Regions from separate parts of the Mus musculus genome. Here regions 2, 3 and 4 are each linked to region 1. A link is a contact called in public Hi-C and promoter capture Hi-C data. All regions are on one chromosome and are shown on one strand. Each heading gives the region's core, a stretch centred on a gene start, on an enhancer-like site or on the middle of the called end of the contact. The rest is flanking DNA. Distances are from core to core; before and after follow the strand shown.

Region 1 (2,736 bases), core at 72-2,571:
TATATACATATATATTATCGACTAGGTTTTGCTTATGGGGAAGACTATGTGATTTATTTTCCTTCTGATACTGTGTGATCTCAGTGAATATTAAACATTCTAAGTGCGTTTATTTTCCTGAAAATTTTGTAACAACATTTTTTCATTCTTTTTTTTTTTTAAGCTGAACATTATTCCTTGCTATGGTGAAGAAAGCAGCAGTGAACATGTGGTGTACATAGCTCTATGGTAGGGTATGGAGTTCTCTGAGATGGCTCTTGTTTTAATGGAGCACTTTGAATCCTACCAGGGTATCTAGAGTTCCACGAATGAATGAATGAATGAATGAATGGAAAACCCTACATGCTTAATAAGCCCCACAGTCAATAGTGACATACAAAGAGTTACCTCCTTTCTGCTTCATTGTGAGCGCTCTTTCCTTACAAACATTCTGTTCTTAATAACAAAAGTTTACCAACAAACATATTTCGTTGAGTCCCACGAAAGTTCACTGAGTGAAAAGCAGGCTTTTCTGTTTAACAAAGACACTGGCTCCCACAAAGGACAAGGAAAAGAAGTCTGTCTGAAGCCTTTATTTGCAAGTGGGAGCTGCCAGCAGTCATCAATTAAAAGTTCAGACGTCTAATAATAGCCTAAGCTCAGGCAAAGAGAGTCGTGGATTGCGGAGACAAAACTAACGAAACAAATCGGCTGTTTTCAGAGTCGGTTTGCAAACGATGCCATTTTAGTAAGATTTTTAAAAAACCCCAACACATCAATATGTTGTAAATACTGTGCTTTCACTTGCAGTCATTAGAATACTTTTTGAAACCTTAAAATTGATTTAATGAAGTTATTTTCTCCTCATCTAGTGTGAAATAGTGAATATGAAGTATCTCTTTTTAAATATCATTTTAAACCCTGATTCTTACAACAGAACACCACAGAAAACGACTCAAGAAGCTAAACATCCCTTCCTTAGGCTTTTATTCTTCCGCTACCCCCACAAGCGCACATCTACAACCTTCCCCCATTTTAAAGACAGAGAAGCTTCCCAGAGAAATGGTGGACTGTAGGATTTGGTGGGGGGAGGGGAAGGGAAGTATAGGGAGCAAGGGAGAGAAAGAGCTGACTTCCCAAATTAGGAGAATTGGTCGACGTACCCTAAAAGACTGCTCTTTTCCTGGTAATCTGAGTAAGGTGAATAGATACTACTTGGTGACGAGACGAGTTTTATTGTCTCCTATTGGCAAATAGGAAAAAAGATTGACAGTATCTAGTGAAGGGAATGTAGGGGGCGGGCTGCATGTTAATGGGAGGGGTAACCAAAGGCTGGAGCTCATTGATGACGCGATCCTCACGTGACCAGCAGTCGACGTGTGCAGAAGTCCTTATAGTCTAGGCCCAGTTCCCCAGTAGCAGCTCTGTCCTGCTAGAGAAGAGTGGCCCAGCTACTTCCAGGTACTTTAATAGTGGGCGCTGGCTTAAGAGATCATAGGGTGGAGGGAGCAGAGAACAGAAAGCACGCTCATCCCGCACTCTTTCTCTTATCCTAGGGTTCTGCTAAACTATTTTGTGCGAGAGGTTTGGGGCTGCTTGATGAGGGATGGGGCAGATTGGGAGGGAGGTAGCTAACCGAGTCCGGCAGAGAAAGAAAAGAGACGGGGAAAGGAGAACTGCGAGAGACGGAGAGAAGAAACAATAACACTGTGGGGAAAACTTGTCTGATTCTTTGCCCTCTTGCTGGGAAACAGGGTACAGATGAAGGCGGGGTTGCCACAAAGGGAGGGAGAAGAGGGGGATGTGGAAAAACTTTGTGCTATCCGTTAGCAAGACCTTTTGATTTAGGCACTAGTGTGCTCACCAAGAACTCCTGTCTTTCTTCAGCACTCTTGATCTTTTGAGCGCGACATAAATCGAGGTGCAAGAAGAGAGGAAAATCTCCAGGTACCTACAGGTCAGTGCAAGGGTGCAATTGCTTCAGGTCCCTTTGGGTGGGGGTAGGAGTGTGGAAGACACCAAAGCACATCCCAGGGGCGTCACGGCTGCCTCCCATCCGGATTAAGCACAGAAGGCCCCTGCAAATCCTGCTGCGGAAATGGGGTGAAGGAAGGAAAGGGAGAGGCTAAAGACATTTAAAAGAGAGAGGAGACCGCTGACCTGACTGTTGCTGGTGAGAAGCTGAGGATGGGATGACTTGGAAAAGCCCGAAAGGGCGGGAGTGTTAGAGCCATGTGGTGAGGGAAGGGTTAATTGCTTCCACGCCGCTCCCATTTCAGTGCTAGGAGAGGTTTGTTGCAGGGCCTGCTGGGAAAATGGTGGGCTGGAGCCGGGACAGGAGAAGATGGAGTTGGAGAGCAAGGGGGGGGTGGGGGGGGTGGAGGAAGGGGTGGAGTCAGGAGCTCAGAACCTGACTTGTCTAGTTAGAAAACTTTTTGGCAATTAAGTGACCTGAAACAAAAGTCAGTCGCTATGGGAACACAAAAGCTTGTCCATCTGCCTGACACCTAGTCGGTTTTGTTTCCTTGTTTTTATCCCCCTAGGATTAATTCATTAAGAAAATAATCAACATGCAAAAGTCTTGTGACGAGAACGAAGGAACACCCCAGAACACACCAAAAGCAGACGAAGGCCATCCTTCAGAAGATCCACCACAGCAGGCAGGAGAAACTCTTCAGGCTTCTGGAGAAAATGTGAGGGAGGAAACTGAAGGGAGCCATAGAGGAGAGCCTGCTGAACCCAGCCCAGAGCCCAAAG
Region 2 (2,736 bases), core at 65-2,564, 880 kb before region 1:
AACAGAAGTAAGGCAATGGAAGTAAGGAAGTAAGGAAGGGGGAAATGACTAGTTTATAGGGCAAGCATATAGCTCAGTTGGTAGAAAGCTTATCTAGCACGCATGAGGTTCAGGTTTCAAGCCATAGTACTGAAAAAAATATAAATTTGAACTGATTAAAACACACTAAGCTTAGTTGGACATCACAAATGTCTGTAATCCCAGCACTTGGGAGGCAGGTTTGAGGACCAGGAGTCCAAGGTCATCTTCCAGGCATAAGCAGTTTTGCTGATGGTCTAACCTATGAGAAATACTGGTCTCAAAGCAACAATGGGGAAAAAAAAAGACTAATTTCCCGGTACAATTTGGTTTAGGGTGAGGTTAAAATTGAGAAAGAGGAGGCTCGAGCTTGAAAGGTGCTTTCATAAGATCCACTGATCGATTTGGCTCTCTCAAATTTACTCTGTAGTGTACCGGAAACGAAAGGGGTTAAACTTTTGCAGATGAATCTAAAAATCAAGAGTTGGGGTTTAGGAGTCTCTGCGTATGGATGGGGGCGGGGGTCACGAAGAGGTAAAAGGGGAAGATCTGGATGGGAAGAATTACTAGAGTGCAAAAAGGAAAGGGGGAGAAGAAAGAAGGTGCAGGGAAGCTGGTCTTCAGAAAAATCAGGGGGCAGTGGGTGAAAACAGGGAGGAGCTGGGAAGAGCCTTGGTCAAAGGAAGATGGGGGAGGGGGCAGCCCGCAGCTCAGGCTTGCACGAGGGACCAGGAGGAACCCTGCAGGAGTGCAACCTGGCGTCCTCTTGCCCCGCCTGGCAGTGGGAAGTCCACCCCTGTTCTGGGAAGAGCTCCTTTACCTGTTGGTGTGAAACCGGTGGAGCGGATCCGTGCGATGGCAGGAGGAGAGCTGGCAGCCGAAGTCGCTGATGTCCAGGCAGCCAGGTTCCTCGCTGGGGCAGGTGCCCACCCCGCGAGGAGCTCCTAGGAAAGGGAAGGGCTCCTCTGGGGTTAAAAACTTCTCATAGGAAGTGGTGGCCGACGCCTCGTCGGACATGGTGGGAGATGGGCCGGCTTGGTCTCACTGGCTGCAGATGGGCTACTCTGGCACTCGCCCCTTCCCCCACGCTAACCTGGCCGCGGTGGCCTCCGCCCCCGAGTGTGCCCACCGCAGCCGCCCGAGGAGGGGAGGGCTCTGCACAAAGGTTGCTGCGAGGCCGCAGCAGCCCACCGGCCACACAGTCCGCTCCTCTGAAACCTCAGAAGCCGCCGCCACCGCCGCCAAGCCCGACGAGTCACTGCGGCGCCGCCGCCCGGCCCGGCCGCCCCGCCCACTGCGCTCGCTGCTCGCTGCCCGCTGCGGCTTCGGTCCGCCCCGTGGCCGCTGCCAGCTCCTGGGCTACCCGGAGCCGCTGCCCTTGCCCCCTGCCGGAGTGGAGGAGGAACTGAATGTCAGTGTCTTAAGCCCAGGGCGACCCAACCGGCCCGGTGCTCTACGCGGTCCCCAATTCTGGGATGCTTGAAGGGCCCACATCTCAGCCAAGCCCGCCCCCCTCGCCCCTCCTCCTCCTCCTCCTCTTTCTCCTCGTGCTTCCCACTCGCACTCCACGGCCAAACAGCAACAGTAGCCCTTAGGACTAGGGACTTAGCCAAGGTCATACTGAGGGAATATATGAAAAACGAGTCCCAGGTGCCCTTGAACACGTGGGACCACCCTGTCTCGATTCTACTTGTACTGGGCTCCTGCAGTAGGTGTGCCCAGCCAAAGCAATGAGCTGTAAGAGAAATGGACCATAGAGTGAGGAAGGAGAAAAAAAATGCCGCCTCACTTGTAAGTGGCCTCGCTTCAAAAACCCTGATAAAGCGGCTAGGCTGCTCAGAGATGCTGGGACTGTAATGTTCTTTTGTGTTCTGAGCTTTCTTTCCCTCGTAGTGTTTGGAATGTCCTGCCATTCTCCTCTGCTAATCCTTAAATCCCCAGCTCAAGCGCTAGCTTCTTGGTGAAGCCTTCCCTATCTCCCAAAGGAGACTTAGGCACTACCGCTGTTAGGTCCTGCAACCCTGCTTCCGTCGATATTATGGAGCTTAACTTGTTTGACTTAAATCAACTTACGAGGTATCACATGGTGCTCTTTGCTCCTGGCACTTCACTTCTGTGTTCTAGACAAGCGATTTTAAATCTTGGAGGCCTGGTTTTGTTTTAATATTCAGCTTTTTTAAAAGCCTGGGAAAAATCTCTGGAATAATTCTGATTGATCTTGAGTGAAGGATCCCAAATTCCTTATATAAAATATATAAATATATAACTTACATATAACCTACACACATTCTTCAAAATACTTTAAATCATCTCTAGGGTGCATAAATGCTATGAAAAGTTATGGTAATTTGTTTGAAGAATAACAAAAATCTGCATTTTAAAATACATGGGTATGATGGGACTTGAACCTAGGCCCTTGGGCATGCCTGTAGGACTGTTCAACCACATAGCTACACACTCAGCCCTTTCTCTCATGAGGATTTCCCCCACTCCCACCAACATGATTTTGTCTAAGGATGTGGATTCTAGAGATAGAGATAGCCACCTCTCCATTGTAGATGCAGGTATTTAGATACCTACCAGATGTGGCTCTTTTATTTAGATTGTTTTTTTTTTAAAGTATTGCACTGAGAACGTGGCTTTCAAAGTTATCATTCCTTAAGATGTAATTGGGTTGACCAATTAAAGCACTATACAAATGATGTTTTGCATCATAGT
Region 3 (2,736 bases), core at 118-2,617, 820 kb before region 1:
ACTGTAAAACAAAACAAGACAAAACAAAAATTCAATAACGCAATAGACTTGGGAACAAGCCTCTAATCACATTTTCTACCATCTTGAATATTTGCCCACTGCCCTAAAACTACTCAGCAGGAAACTGCCATTTCCCAACCTTGAGGAGCAATAATTTTTGTGTGCTAGTGGGGCCTTTGTCAGTCACATCTCCTCCCTCTCTACTGCGCCCCACCCACCCCACTGCCTGTTCTCTAGGAGAGGCAACAACTGTTGCTTGGAATTCTAGCTACAACAACCTTTGGAGCCCCTACTAGGCTCTCAAATAAAGGGCAGTAGAGTAAACCTTACAGAATTATGTTAATAAGTAAGGCCTTAAATCTATTAGGTAGCAAGTTCCTCCCCCCCCCCGCCCTCTGCCCCCTCCCGCCCTCTGCCCCCTCCCCCTTTTCTAGGATTCTTACCAGAGCTCAGAAACTGGCTTCCACCTTTATTTCAAGCCTACTCTCTGCAACAGGTGCTTTCCGCAATAGCTCTTGTCCGGGTAGGATTGATCTCTGACCGCAGGCTCTCCGATCCAGGTGCCCTGGGCCTCTAGTCTAAACTGCGCCACAGCAAAAGGAAGGGAGGAGAAGGGTCTGAGACGTCAGCAGTCTCATCATTTCTTCACAGGCGCCATTGTCGCCAGGAGGAAAAACCCTACCTTCAGAATAAAAGCCAATGGGGACCACCCCTCCCCCAATCCATTTCACCCGGGGAAAACAGCGGCCTACCAGCTCTGCAATCAGTCACACAGAATTCACGTTTGAAATCGGCTTTGATGAGCTGCTATGGAGAAAAAGAAGAGAAATTGCAATACCCTCCCACCTCCGTATTTCTATTCCCGAAGAGATGAGAGAAAGGACAAACGGATTGTGAATCATTCTCATTGTCTTTTGCTACCTTTCTGGAAGAAAAAAAGTCCCCTCTCCAATCTAGGCAAATCCTAGGTAGGAAACTCACCTCATACCACCATATAGCCCAACCACTAGGGTGTTCACTTCCTTGCCTCGAAGCTGCCAATTCGGAAGCTCAAAATATTAAGGTTTCATCCTCCCATCTCCGCATTATGCAGTTGCACCTCCCTTTACCTTCGTAGATGAGCAGAGGATGCTCAGGGTCTGCTGCGAAGAGCTGTCTCACCTCGTAGGCCTTGCAGAGGAAAGGATGGCGCCTCAGCCTCAGAGCTGTCTGGGTTAGGCTCTCTGCAGGGTCGCCCAGCCAGGGGTAGCAGAGTCGCAGCCGCGGTTTCCAAGGCAGCTATAGCTGCCCCCGCCCTCAATTTCAGCCTGCAGAGCAGCAGCGGCGGCTTTTAGTCTCTGCCCATTGAGACAAAAGAGAGTGACGAAGGTAGTGGCGTGGCCAATCAGCTGTTCGCAGGGGCGGCCTCCCTGCAAAGCCTGGGCCAGGATGCTAATGCCTGCCAGAGGGGGGAACCTGCTAGAGGGGGCTGCGGCAGACTGGCGCGGGAGCGGGCGCGGCGTCAAGTGCAGCTTGGACTCACGGACCTGGCCCATTTACATTTCATTCGTGAGTTTGCAGCTTCCCCTCTCTTCCCTTCTTCCTATCGCCTTCTGCTTTGGCTCCCCTCCGATGCTTTGCGACCAGATGCCTTAAACACGAGGTGGGACCGAAACCAAGTGAACAATGAGAGTTCTTCACCTTTGTATAGGGGGGAAGGGGATAGCATTTGCTGAGCTCTTTCCGTGTGTCCTGTGCGCGTGCACGGACATCTCACGTATTCTTCTCATCAGTCTTGCGCTAAAACGTAGCAGTGCACCCATTTAACAGAGAGGAGGATGTAAGCACCTAGGCAGTATGGGTAGGAAGCACAGAATTAACAGTTCTCACCCCAGCCCTGGCATCTAGCCTCAAGGGTTACACCCTTTAAACACCCCCTTTCTAGTGTCAGATTAAGGCTTAGTGGAGAGAAGCCAAAATGAGGATGAAAGGACCAGTATAGGGCTACATAAAAATAATGACCAAAAACTGGTATCAACTCACAGATGAGAAAACTGAGCCACCAGGAGCTTAGGCTTCCTGTCCTGTATCGCAGCAAAGCAGCTAATAACGTCCGATTTTGCACCTCGGTCAGCTGTTCTGTTGATGCCAGCGCTTTCCTCTGTGTCGATGCCAACACTGCCCTGTGCTGGGCTACCCAGAGAGAGCATTTTCACTCGTCCATACATAGCCACAAACTATCTCAGCAGCTTTGCTCATAAAATGGTTGTGTTGATGAGAGGAGTGGGGAAGAGATGGGAAAGAAGAGAATGGAATCCTTTATGATATGCATTCTACCAAGGAGGAAACTGAGACACGTTTCTGCTCCCGATTTTACACGAAAACAAACCACCTGTTTATAAAAATAGCAGCATTTCTGTATGACCCCCCCCCCCCAAAGGAAATCGGACTTAGAGATGACTTGCCTAAAATTGCGAAGAAGCCAGAGCTCTCAATCTAGAATTCGTGCTACAAACTAAAGTATGGGCACCCAGCAAGCTACCACGCAATCATTGCTGAGGGCTTGTTGGAAATCACGTTCCTTGGGCTCCAGCTCTGGAGATTTGGCTTTGCTTCAGATTGGGGATGAGCAATGTCATTTGCATTTTACCTGTTGCTATAATTGATTCTGGGTTATAAAAAAAAGCTGTGAACCAGTGTTCTAAACACCACACCACGCCGAAGGCTATCAGTAAATGGGGCTGTCACTCAATTGTC
Region 4 (2,736 bases), core at 133-2,632, 540 kb before region 1:
ACAAGGGCCAGGTAGCAAATGCTATTAACAAGCAAAACAATGAAAAGTGGAGCATATTAAATAGGGTAAGGGCGGCTCCGTTTTGCCTTCCAATGCATTATCATCAGTTTGTTTCGTACTCTCTTCATCTCTTCCAACTCATCCGCTGCCTGTATCATTTCTTCATTACTTAAATTTCTGCCATGAATGTCTCCTATGAATTGAGGGCGGATACGGGCCAGTCTTTCTTTGAAGCTTCCCTCCTCTAGCTTGTGTTTGCCCACCCCGCAGGGAGGTTGCTCCATGGGAATACGGTCTTCGAACTGGTTCTTCTGTGAGAGGCACTCCTGCGGAGGACGATCTTCAGACAGCAGCATCTCTGGGAGCAGCTCGGGCAGGAGCTCTTCAGGAAAGAACTCCTCCTCGGAGGACTGCTCCTCGGAGGACAGATCCTCCGAGGATTGATCCTCCTCAGAGCACTGATTTTCAGGAGACTGCTCCACTGCAGGCTGCTCTTCATCGATCTTCAGAGTGCTCTCTGGTTGCTCTTCATTTTCACTGCGCGTGTTTTCCATGTTGAGAAGTTTCTTCAAGCAATTATTCTTGAGACAAGAAAAAACAGAATGGAGTCACAATACTTGGCGGGCTGGATCAACACCCCAGCTACACTTTTCAATCCCGGCCTTTCCCTGATTGGGACGGGTGTCTTTAAATCTTAGCTCACTCAGTAGCTCTTGGGCTCTCCCGCTGGCTGCTGCGCAGTAAGCCCCCCTCCTTCCCGAAAGACCACCATTTTTCCCAGCAGGCCTTGCCACAGGCCTCTCCTGCAGTGACAGGGGCGGAGCGGTGAAGTCCGCAGACTGTTACCTTCGGTGTTCATTCTCAGACCCTGATCCTGTCCCACTGATCATCCTGTCCCACCCTCTGGACCTTGTGGTCCCTTTTGAGGCTCCTAGGTGAGACCTGCAAATCTACAGTTAGACGCCAAACAGGGTAGGGGGGCGGGGATGGGGAAGAGAAACAGAAGCAATGACGCACACCCCCTTTATGTGGGCACCAGCTAACCGCCCCAAAGACAGCTCCCTTGTGGTTCACCTTCCTCAGACCTCACGTCTCCACGTCCTTTGTACCCCACCCCACTCCCAAGACCACCATTTTCTCTACCAAAACCGTGGGCGGGGGGGCGGGGCTCAAGCGTAGTGGAAGATCGGGATTCTGCCTCGCAGGTCCGATCCCACTGGTTAAAAGGCACCTCGGACAATCACCAAATCTAGAGGATCCAGGGAACTTACTTACTTCTGCTTTCCTTCTCGATCAAGGGGTAATAGAAAGACGGGGTCTGGACAGGCAAAAAGGACCGGGATGAGAGAGGGACTTGGGCAGACATAGGCTCCTGGTCACGTGAGGGGAGCGCGTCACAGCTGGGCTCAGATCCCTAGTAACCACTTTGGCGTCCATTTGCCAGCACTTGCCAGAATCGCCTTACCTCAGACACAACAGGAATTTTCACTCACCTCTCTTTGTTTCTATTTGCCTTTTTGTTGTTGTTGTTGTTGGTTACTAGAGGCGAGCATCTAGTTCCCCGGGATTCTTACCTTTTCCCTGCTCCCTTGTTCCCCAGGATTATTCCCTCTTCCCTCCTACTCCCTTTCCACTCTCCCTTCCAGGGTAAAACTCTCTCCCTCGCTACTGAGGCTACAAGCCCCCCACCCCCAACCCCCACTCCCCTGTTTGAGACTCTGCCCTGAAACTTCACTGTTTCACCTCCGTTTCACAAGGCAACATGGTGAGGCCAGATGTGACAGATGCATGTAATCCCAGCACTGGGAGTGGGGGGAGTAGGAGGGGGTGTGTGAGGAGGTGGGGGTGTATAGAGAAGATAGTCTCAAGTTGGAAAGCAGCCTGTTCTCCATAGCTAGTTCCAGGCCAGTCAGAACTACATAGCAATATTCCATCAATAAAATCAACTTTTTCAAGGACAATGGAGAGATGGCTAAGCAGTTAGGTGCACTTGCTTTCAGCAGGATGTCAGTGAGGTTCCCAGCACTCACATGGTAGCTCACGGATCATCTATAGGTCGGTTTGGGGGGGATTCCACCTTCACAGGGAGCACATGACACACAGACAAGCATACAGTAAAACACATAAGATACAATAAATAAATCTTAACAAGGAAACCTCAAGTACTAACATTTGTGCTTAATCCATGTCCCCATCACATCACATTTTAATCTCCTGTCATTTTCTTGGTAGTTACTTTCAGTCTTGTCAATCCATTTTTTGTATTTATTTTTAAGCCCCTCTACTATATCATAAATAGAAACTCTGCGATAAATGAGTGCTCATCCAGTCTGTAAAGTATGTAAATATGATGATTCAGTACTTTGTCCTAAACTAAAATACTCGTGTCCATCTACAAACAAAATAGTCAAGAGAACTCTTGTATTGGTACAGTAGGTCACTTGCTGTGCAATGTGGTATTATTTTCTTCTCTATATCATTATCACTCAATAGTTTCTATTCGTAGGGAAAGAAATAGATTTCATAGAAACCCCAAATTCTTAGTAGCCAGCTCTTGGTTTTGTGGTTGAAAAAGCCTAAATTAATTTGTTAAATCAACAAATAGTTGATTCTTGAGAGATCTGAACCTCAAAAGATAGATGCAGCAGACAGGACATTGCATACTAAACTATGTAATAATTCTGCTGACTACATACTTAGTAGCAGGATTCAAATCATGTACACATCATTTATTGT

The links. Promoter capture Hi-C pulls out the DNA fragments that hold promoters and counts their contacts. A called contact is a pair of places that touch in the nucleus more often than the background predicts.
Region 2: a promoter capture Hi-C map of erythroid cells shows a contact between it and region 1, with 40 times the contacts expected there. The contact joins the promoter of Fam199x here to the promoter of Tceal8 in region 1. A contact is called at or near these places in 2 of 39 promoter capture datasets (erythroid cells and liver).
Region 3: a promoter capture Hi-C map of hippocampal neurons shows a contact between it and region 1, with 4 times the contacts expected there. The contact joins the promoter of Zcchc18 here to the promoter of Tceal8 in region 1. A contact is called at or near these places in 2 of 39 promoter capture datasets (cranial neural crest and hippocampal neurons).
Region 4: a contact with region 1 is called in a Hi-C map of uterus, with 5 times the contacts expected there. The contact joins the promoter of Tceal1 here to the promoter of Tceal8 in region 1. A contact is called at or near these places in 2 of 39 promoter capture datasets (cranial neural crest and liver) and 1 of 484 Hi-C or Micro-C datasets (uterus).

The regions. Positions count from the first base shown.
Region 1 is chrX:136,170,836-136,173,571 of GRCm38.p6, reverse strand. Tceal8 (transcription elongation factor A (SII)-like 8) reads left to right here and starts at 1,321. Exons shown (of 3, transcript NM_025703.3): 1 at 1,321-1,440; 2 at 1,867-1,936; 3 at 2,523-2,736. The coding sequence starts at 2,550.
Region 2 is chrX:137,048,172-137,050,907 of GRCm38.p6, reverse strand. Fam199x (family with sequence similarity 199, X-linked) reads right to left here and starts at 1,314. Exons shown (of 6, transcript NM_146261.2): 1 at 839-1,314. The coding sequence starts at 1,035.
Region 3 is chrX:136,991,778-136,994,513 of GRCm38.p6, reverse strand. It overlaps Zcchc18 (zinc finger, CCHC domain containing 18), which reads right to left and starts at 1,367. Exons shown (of 4, transcript NM_025893.3): 1 at 1,162-1,367; 2 at 753-807; 3 at 444-583; 4 at 1. All of the region lies in intron 6 of Slc25a53 (solute carrier family 25, member 53), which reads left to right.
Region 4 is chrX:136,706,628-136,709,363 of GRCm38.p6, reverse strand. It overlaps Tceal1 (transcription elongation factor A (SII)-like 1), which reads right to left and starts at 1,382. Exons shown (of 2, transcript NM_146236.2): 1 at 1,276-1,382; 2 at 1-581. The coding sequence starts at 554. The coding sequence ends at 57. It overlaps Gm39536 (a long non-coding RNA gene), which reads left to right and starts at 578. Exons shown (of 3, transcript XR_878248.2): 1 at 578-935.